2 separate regions of the Zea mays genome follow, and region 2 is linked to region 1. A link is a contact called in public Hi-C data. All regions are on one chromosome and are shown on one strand. The core of a region is the stretch at or near the end of the contact, and the rest is flanking DNA. Distances in the headings are between cores, read along the strand shown.

The links. A called contact is a pair of places that touch in the nucleus more often than the background predicts.
Region 2: a Hi-C map of ear shows a contact between it and region 1, with 4 times the contacts expected there. The contact joins the promoter of LOC103628951 here to the enhancer-like site in region 1. A contact is called at or near these places in 6 of 25 Hi-C or Micro-C datasets (bundle sheath, ear, leaf and 2 more).

What each region holds. Positions count from the first base shown.
Region 1 is chr6:7,381,515-7,385,707 of Zm-B73-REFERENCE-NAM-5.0, reverse strand. No RefSeq gene overlaps it. Among protein-coding and RNA genes, the nearest start is that of LOC100382671, 20 kb to the right of the region's middle. Within about 2 kb of position 1,682, at least 11 of the 20 cell types and tissues checked have an H3K27ac peak or open chromatin away from gene starts, as enhancers often do. A contact at or near this core is called in ear, leaf, root tip and 1 more, where this site is marked.
Region 2 is chr6:7,498,709-7,502,901 of Zm-B73-REFERENCE-NAM-5.0, reverse strand. It overlaps LOC103628951 (glycolipid transfer protein 2), which reads left to right and starts at 2,008. Exons shown (of 5, transcript XM_008650138.3): 1 at 2,008-2,471; 2 at 3,308-3,363; 3 at 3,517-3,783; 4 at 3,970-4,113. The coding sequence starts at 2,273.

The DNA of each region.
Region 1 (4,193 bases), core at 433-2,932:
CCTCCATATCTTTTTTTGTTTTGTCCAAAAAAACTGCAATGTTTCTCTGTTGGCGTCGTTATAGTCGCCAATCACCACGAGTCCATGATGGATACCGGCGAAGGTGCTTTCTGCGGAGGAGGCGTGGACGGTCCGCGACCTGGTACAAAAGCTAGTGTTTCTGTCCGACGGGCCGGATAGTTTGTGCCTGATGGCAGAACGGTCCGGGCATGTGCAGAGGCGACGGATTTCACCAAGAGCACCTAGATCTCGCTCCCGAGAGGGACCCTGTCGGGAGGAGAGATCCTAGGGCTTGTCTTGGGATCCGCAGGCCACCCAAGACGTCTCTAAACGACATAGAATCTTATGGTGTGTTTGGTTTGTGGAGTCACTCTATGCTTCATGAGGTGATGCATCATAGGTTCATTCCATCAATTTTGGTGGAATCAACTCACTCCTCATTTATATACTAATTATTAGCTTATGAGGAATGAGATGATGATGGATCAACTCATTCTATTCCACAAACCAAATAAAAAAGTGATGAGTGAGAAGAAGATGGATTACTTCATTCCTCAAACCAAACACACTATTAGAGAGGTGAAGATTAGAGGATGAGATCTATGTTACTAAAGATATATTGATTGTTTGATTAATTGTTGGTTGTTTAATCGGTCGTACCTCTTCAAATATATAAGGGGAAGGTATAGACCCGTTCCTAAGCGTTTTTGTGGGATTAGAGGACTAAACACGTGAGCTAGAAGCTTTAACCGTCTGATTCGATCTATTCGTGGATCATCCGCGGCTATGGACCTCCGTCCATCTGTGCCCAGTGCTACAAATATTGATCAACAGTTTCAGATTTAGAACATTGTTTTTTGTTGAGTTACAAATTGCAATAACGAATGAATAATACCAGAAAGTGAGTTCACAAGCACAAAAGCTGAGAACCGAACCCATATTTCTCTGCGTCTATTTGACTGTCTGTCCGCGGCCGTTTTTGGGCTACATTTGTAGCGGGCCTCGTGGGCTGGCACGGAGGTGAAAGCGAGACCCGCGGGTCGGGGCTGAGTCCAATCCACAACATAATAATAGCACAGTAACGATGAGACAGCTGAAGATGAAGCGCTGACATGCATATGTTTTATGGCTGATTTTTAAATCTGCCACATTGACAATCACTCAACAACGTCCTCTATATTCATCTTCTATATCTGTCCTTTACAGTCTACTCTAAAAAATTTCATCCTCTATATCTCATTTCTCTCCAACAACGTCCTCTAAATCACGTCCTCTATACTCAAATACCCATATAAAAGATATTTTTTAATTTTATTTTTTATACATACGTATTTATCATACTCTCAAATGTATTATACATATTTTAGTTTTGCTAAACCGGTTATTTAAAGTAGTCAAATGGATAGAGGACCGTTTAGAGAAACTTTATATATAGAGAATCCAGCAGCGTCCTCTAAATTTAAAGAACCGTTTAAAGGACGTTGCTGGAGAGCGTAGAGGACCATTTGGTCCTCTATATTTAGGGTAGAGAACCCTTTAGGGGGCCTTGTTGGAGCCAGCCTCACCGTAAACATATACGGCCTGATTGGTTGTCCGCTTGGCCACGTCCAGGCTCGTCACGCGCGTTGACCGTGTGCATGCATATGATTGGTGGCCTGTACCGGCTGAGCGTAGTCTGCATGCACGAGTACAACCTAGTTATTTTCTACCACTTCCACCTGCACGCACAGAGATGCTAGGAGAGAGCTTCGCTGGTCACCCGTGCCGACGCGAGCCTGATTCCCACGAACACATCAACCAACCACGCGCATATCAACCACATGTTCACATATAGCTACTCGCTCCTAACTAGCTAGGTATGTCTGCAGATTCAAAGTTTGTTGGACGACCCCATCTTGGGACCAAGACCAAAATCAACAGGTACTGTAGTTGTAGCTACTGTAGGCAAAGGCAGGGCTCTCGATCACATTCTCATCATCATCCATCAGTTGAGCAGCTGAGCTGAGGCTGATGTATAATGGATGCGTTTTGCTCGTTAGTTAGCAGGAAGCCAAGTTGATGAGCAGGTAGCTGGTCTTTTGGTTTGCTAATCTATATCCATCACATGCACGACACACACTATCATGCATACCTCGAAAACCTACTTATAATCTGGAAAGGAGGGAATACTACTATCTAGCTATTCATCAGTGTTCAGTATGCATGTATTGAAGTATCATTATTCACTCTGCTGCAGTCCTGGCTAGGGCTAGCTGTAGCAGTACTAGTACTGTACTTGACCGCACCATCGAGCAGCCGTCCTCCTCACTTTTGACATGCATGGACGACACGATGTGGCCTCCTCTCTGCAAGCACCTGCGTGCGCTGCACTGAGGTGAAGAACACATGCTACTGCTGCATACATATGAGCAGTGCCTTTCATCTGCCTTTCAGGTATCTACCGGTTCAATGGACAAATATGCCATGCATGCCACCCAGAAAAGCTAGATCGTCAGGTTCCTGTGCAGATTAAACAAAGACTGACGATGAGCGTGCAATTAATAATGGTGAAGCTCTCTGTTCAGATTATTCAGAGGTTGCATGAGGATTGAGGAACATATATATGCAGCATGGTCCAGCTGATACATCATCAGTCGCTAGCGCTGATACTGCTGATAGAATGCAACCTTGTACGCACGCGAGCAGCGCAGGACAGGACACCGGGAAAGCGGGTGGTGTTAACTATGTTTTCTTTATGAGATGAGATGTATCATCTGCTGCTACTACTTAGCATGTGCCTGAAAAGCGTAATGGCAGAGGTATGTATGTATGTATGTATTCAGCCATGCCATGCGGACGCACGCAGGACGGGACGAGGAGGGAGACGATGCAATGCAAGCGGTGGCGAGTAGTGCTCTCAATCAAGAACAAGAAGGACCGAAGAAAGAAAGCTCTCCCCTCCCCTCTGCATGAATGCATGCATATACATGCGCTTTGCGCTCGCACTCCGATGCAAGAAGCTAGCTAGCTAGGGCGCCGGGTCAGGCATTCGATTCAGTGCCGGCCGCTGGACTGGGACTGGGACCCCCCCGCCGGCCCCTTTTCTTCCTGCAGGCTGCAGCCCAGCTCCAGCCTTCAATTCAATTCCACCACCGGCTTGCCTGCAGATGCAATCCTGTCTTGATTCCTGCTGCGGCAGTCCCTGACCTTCATCCCCACACATCGCTATCCTATACTCGGCTCGGAAATGCCACACCTTTTTCCAACTGCTTTGCTTTGCATTGCATTGCATTGCATTGCATTGTATTCTCTCTCTCTCTCCCTCCCTTTAATCAGATCCATCATCAGTCTTTACACATCTATCTACTAGCTAGTATCTCTCTCTCTCTCTCTGCATCCTCACTCACACACTCATCACTACTCATAGTGCAGCCGTGCAGGCAGGACTGCAGGGCATGTACTAGTACTGGTGCAGTAGTAGTGCTGCATATATATGCATGCATGCAATGCACTGCATGCTTATGAGACTGAAGAAGGCGCCTAAAGCCTAAAGGCCAGCTTATATTCACTACAACAGCAGCAGCAAGTACACTCGCGCCTTGGGACTCGCTACGGGCTGCATCAGCAGAGCAAAAGCCTCCGCCTGCTAAAAGCGCACTCTGCACTGCGCTGCGCTTCATGCATGCATGCTGGATCGATCGAGCTCGATCACTTGGACCACCGCGATGCTCGATCATGCTCTCCGGCCTGCAGCGGCCGCCCAGCATCGCAACAAGAAGAAGAACCTGCTTTCGCAGTTACCATGCATATTCATTTATTCCACCCCATCGAACGCGATCCATGATCCATGCATGGCCACCGTCTGATCTGAGCACCAACACAGCCCCCCCATGAATACCCATGCACCCCTACCTGTACCGGATCATCGCTCCGTGGCTTCCCATATTATTCTTCATTTCTAAACTGTATGTACTAGCTTTTACTATATACATCAATATATACCCTGGTATATGACTACATATAATATCACCACCACACCGGTTTTTTAATCACTAGCTAATGAAAGATTTTCCTAAGCACAAAAGGGTAAAAAGAAGCTTGCCATATATATAGATCTTGACATGTGTGTACTCTAAAACAGCTTGAGAAAAACTAACCCTTCAGCAATAAAAAAGGCTACTTTAAAGAATATGCTTATCACTCGCTGCTAGGAA
Region 2 (4,193 bases), core at 759-3,258, 120 kb before region 1:
CATGATGGTGTTGTTTCTCTTTGGTACGTACCGTCAGAGCTTCAGCTGGCAGATTTTTGCACCAAGGCACAGACCCATGCTCAGCATCGGATTTATCTCTCCAAATTAAACTCAACGTTCTTGATCCACCGTGAGTTTGACCCGGGTGTTAGTGATATATGTCCATATTTATATTTTTCCCTTATATATTTGTAATCTGGTGTACTTATATATATTTGGTTCTAGAACGCTCCTCATAATATAGATGTACTATTTGTATCAGTAGCCACCTCCACTGTTAAAAAAATGCAGCTGCTGCCAGGACACCGGTCCTAACACTATTGGCCGACCCACACATCGTCACCGTTTTGTAATAAACATGATTCGTCGATATGTACTGACAACATTGAAAACTGCAAACAGCAGAAACTGTGCTGCATCTCTTTCCTGCGATCTTATCACAGCAATGCTTAGCTAGTAAGAGTACTAGTATTTTTTTAAGACATATGGAGTAGATCCCAAGTCAATGCAACCGCTCTCGTACGTTGGGAAGCAACGCAGCCAAGCTCTCATCTCATCTCATAGGCCACATGTAAACTTGATGAGGTGATGTGATGTGATGCACATCTTGTACTATTCTAGAGCTGTTGTGATGTCGGCTGCCACTGGTTTCAAATCACAGAGAAGGTGCCGTGCAGGGAGGCACCCAGCGAGAGCATATACTACTGTATGTCTCATTGATAATCTTCTTCGAATTCTCATGCATTGCTGGTATATATATATACACACACACTCTCCATGACAGATGGCAAAACCACAGTTTTTTCCCCAATTTAATTAATTACAGTCCTAGCTAGCTAGTGTTGCTTGACTTTGCTTCGGGCAATGTGTGGCCAATCTGCCCTGGGGAGCAGATTCTGTGGGTTGGGTTCACCTGCGTACGTACTTTACCTGCGGATTTCCTTTGCCATGCACACTCCCTCAATTAACATTTTATATTTTGGTAGTAAGCTAAGGTTTTAATCTTTCACAAGTCGTGGTCTCACATACTGTCATGACGATGTCGTTCAGCTAAGAGAAAAGGAAACCCCCTTTCTGTTATACCACAACAGAAATACAAATATTTGAGCATAGAGATGAGAAGAGAGATGGAAGAATCTGTCCGACTTCGCGATACGGCTTTAACCCGGTTGCGGCTTCTACAATATTTTGTTTCTATGGATTGCAGCTGCGGGCAGCCGAACAAGATAGTTCAGTCAGCCGTCGCAGTAGTAGCTTAGCCCACTGAATCCTGATGGATCCAATTCCAAGTGTCAAATGTAACTATCAGGGTACATTTTTTTACATACATAAACTCCTGACATCAGGAACACTTCGTTTTTTTTTCCTGTGATGCACGCATGGATCTGGCCGTGGGTTAGCTTGGGCAGGAAAGGGTGTTAGAAAAGACAAGGGCCAACATCGCAATCGCAAGGCTCTGGAAGAAAGAACTGGCCAGCAATACCCAGCTTCAGTTGTTTGGTTCCAAGTTGCCAATTATTGACAAGACAAAATGTACGATGGCTATGCATCGCTGCACCAGAAAACAAGCATACATGCATGCAGCATTATCCGCTGGAGCTGTATTTAAACTGCAGGAAAGAATCTGTATTTAAACTGATTGCTACAAGGATCATTACAAAACAAGCAACGGGCCGGGACTTATCATGAGACTTGTTTAAGCCCACTGTCAGTGCAATAAACAAAATCCAGTTATGTAGAGAAGTCCAAGAATAAACGTACGGCTTTACCTTCAAGAATCTGTATATTTTTTTTCTTGGTTCAGAAAACAATCTGTATTTTTCACTGGTTGGAGTTTGGGCGTAGGTTGCCGCGAAAGCTTTCACCAACAATCATGCATATAGAAAAGGGATTATATTAGTATAACAAGTACACACAGCAATGTGTGAATGTGAATAAACAAGTCCATCCAGGCCAACTGCATCTGGCAATTAAAATCATCTCTCCCGGCCGAGTAAGGACAGGAGGCACCACCCGTTTTTTACTCTCAATAATTCCCAGTTGGCTGTTCTGACTTGACACAGAGAGGGATGCGATGAACAACACAAGACGCCGCTGTTTATTTTTTAAAGAAAAGGAAAGAAAAGAAGAAAAGGACAGAAACTAGAAGTTGACCCCATCATTTGTCCCAAGAAATGCCAGCAAATGAGCTTGCTTCCGTGTGTATAAGTAGTGGATTAGCTGAGGCTCGGGGTGGTTCAGGTGATAAGGAAAGGTAGTGGTAGGAGGATAGATGGAGAGGAAACGGAAGGAGATGGAGAAGGGCAAGTCTGAGCTGAGACTGGCCATGGAGGAGCTCCGTTTGTGCGGTTCAAGAGATGGGGCGGAGGAGGAGGAGGAGGTGCAGGTTCAGCAGGTGAAAGTGCAGGAGCAGCACAAGTCATCCACAATGGACCTCCTCTATGTCTCCAAGCAGCTCATCCATGTCCTTGGTTCGTAACTCATTATGCTCTGTCATACATATGCAAGTTCTGTACTGAAAAACAGCTCCATTTTCAGTCCAGTTATTATTTTTTTGAAAGATCCGGTTGCCCGGCTTTGATTTGTAATAAGGAGGTCTAGCGACCATTTTCAGTCTGGGTTATTTCGATCGATTGTCAGGTAGTTTCAGACTTTCAGCAGGTCTAGTGTTCTGATCAATAACCATCAATTGTTTTACCTTGTTTTGTTCATATACAGTATGTTCTTCTGAGGGGACTTTTCAGTAGATGTGATGTTATTATTCTGAATCTTGCTTTGCATTGAGCAAAGGGGAAAAAAATGGTTGTTTCTGTATGCAGGTTCTGTGTGCAGGTGTTGTGGGTCAGGTTTAGCATTCCTCAACGTGTTGTCATATATGGGATGTGACAATTTGCACACACACTTTGTGCCCTGTTGGATTCTTGGAGGGAATGGATACCTCAACTAAATAAGTGGCCAAGAGGCATTTAACCTTTTTCTGTCATGGATCATGATGCCACCAAATTGGACATGTGCTGATATATTTCTTTTAGCCTGACAGGCAGTGATCAGTGATGTAGTGCCATAGCGCTTCCCAAATGATTTCTTTTTCAGACATCATAGGGCTTGTTATTAAACCTTTTTTTTCTGTAGTGGAAGTCTTTAGTAAAATTTCCTAGAACAGTACATTGAGAAGATACAAAGTTTTGTAAAAAGCAACATATTCCATTGGCTGTTGCTTTTTCGTGTGCTACTCTCTCCACTATATATCTCTCTCTTTCTGAAAAATCAGAGTAAACTGACAAACTCTACCCTCTGTTGGATGAAGATGAGATTGGACCAACTCTGCTAGTCCTGAGGCAGGACATTCAGCAAAATGTCCAGGTAACCCACCCTTCTGCACTTAGCATGCCTGTCATCACTTTTTTTTGTACAGACTTACTCCCAAGCTGCTATACAGTTGTCAGTTGCCACCAATTCATTTGCATCTGTTCGAATCACTAACCTAGAATTGCCTCTATGATCTCCTTCCCGCAGAGGTTACAAGACCTGCATGAAAAGGACTGTTCCAAATACGCGTGCTTGACGGCGATAGTCACCGAGGAAATGGAGCAAGGGACAGCGAAGAAGACCAAGAGCTGCACCAGAGCTATCATCTGGCTGTCTAGGTCGATAAAATTCTCAAAGTACTTACTGGAGAGGCTGCTGGAGACTCCTGAGTCGAGCCTGGAAGAGATCGTGGAAGAAGCCTACGCAAATACTCTGAAGCCATGGCATGGCTGGATCTCGTCAGCTGCTTACAAGGTATATCACCTGGATACTTATTCCGCATTCCTCAGCTAGTACAGTCACATCTATTACTTTCTGGTTTGCAGATACACTTCTTTGTTGTTTACATTTGTGGTCATGCTTGCTGAGCTAAGTGTGCTACTAATTACTAGTAGGTTTGGTTTTTGCTCACTGACCTAATCTGTCGAGCATAGTTGTCAGGTAGCACTGAAGCTCATCCCGGAAAGAGAGTTCTTCGTAGCGCTGCTGATGGGTAACTGTCAAGACTTGGAGGATCTAGCAGAAGATGCCAGGATGCTGGCCTATGCCGTCCAGCCCTTGTTACAGGAGATCGATGCGATTTCGGTCAGGGCTTCGAACTCCACATCTCTGTTTGCTGAGATTAGTTGAAGCTGCGATTAAAGATAAGAATCTCTTGCTCATGC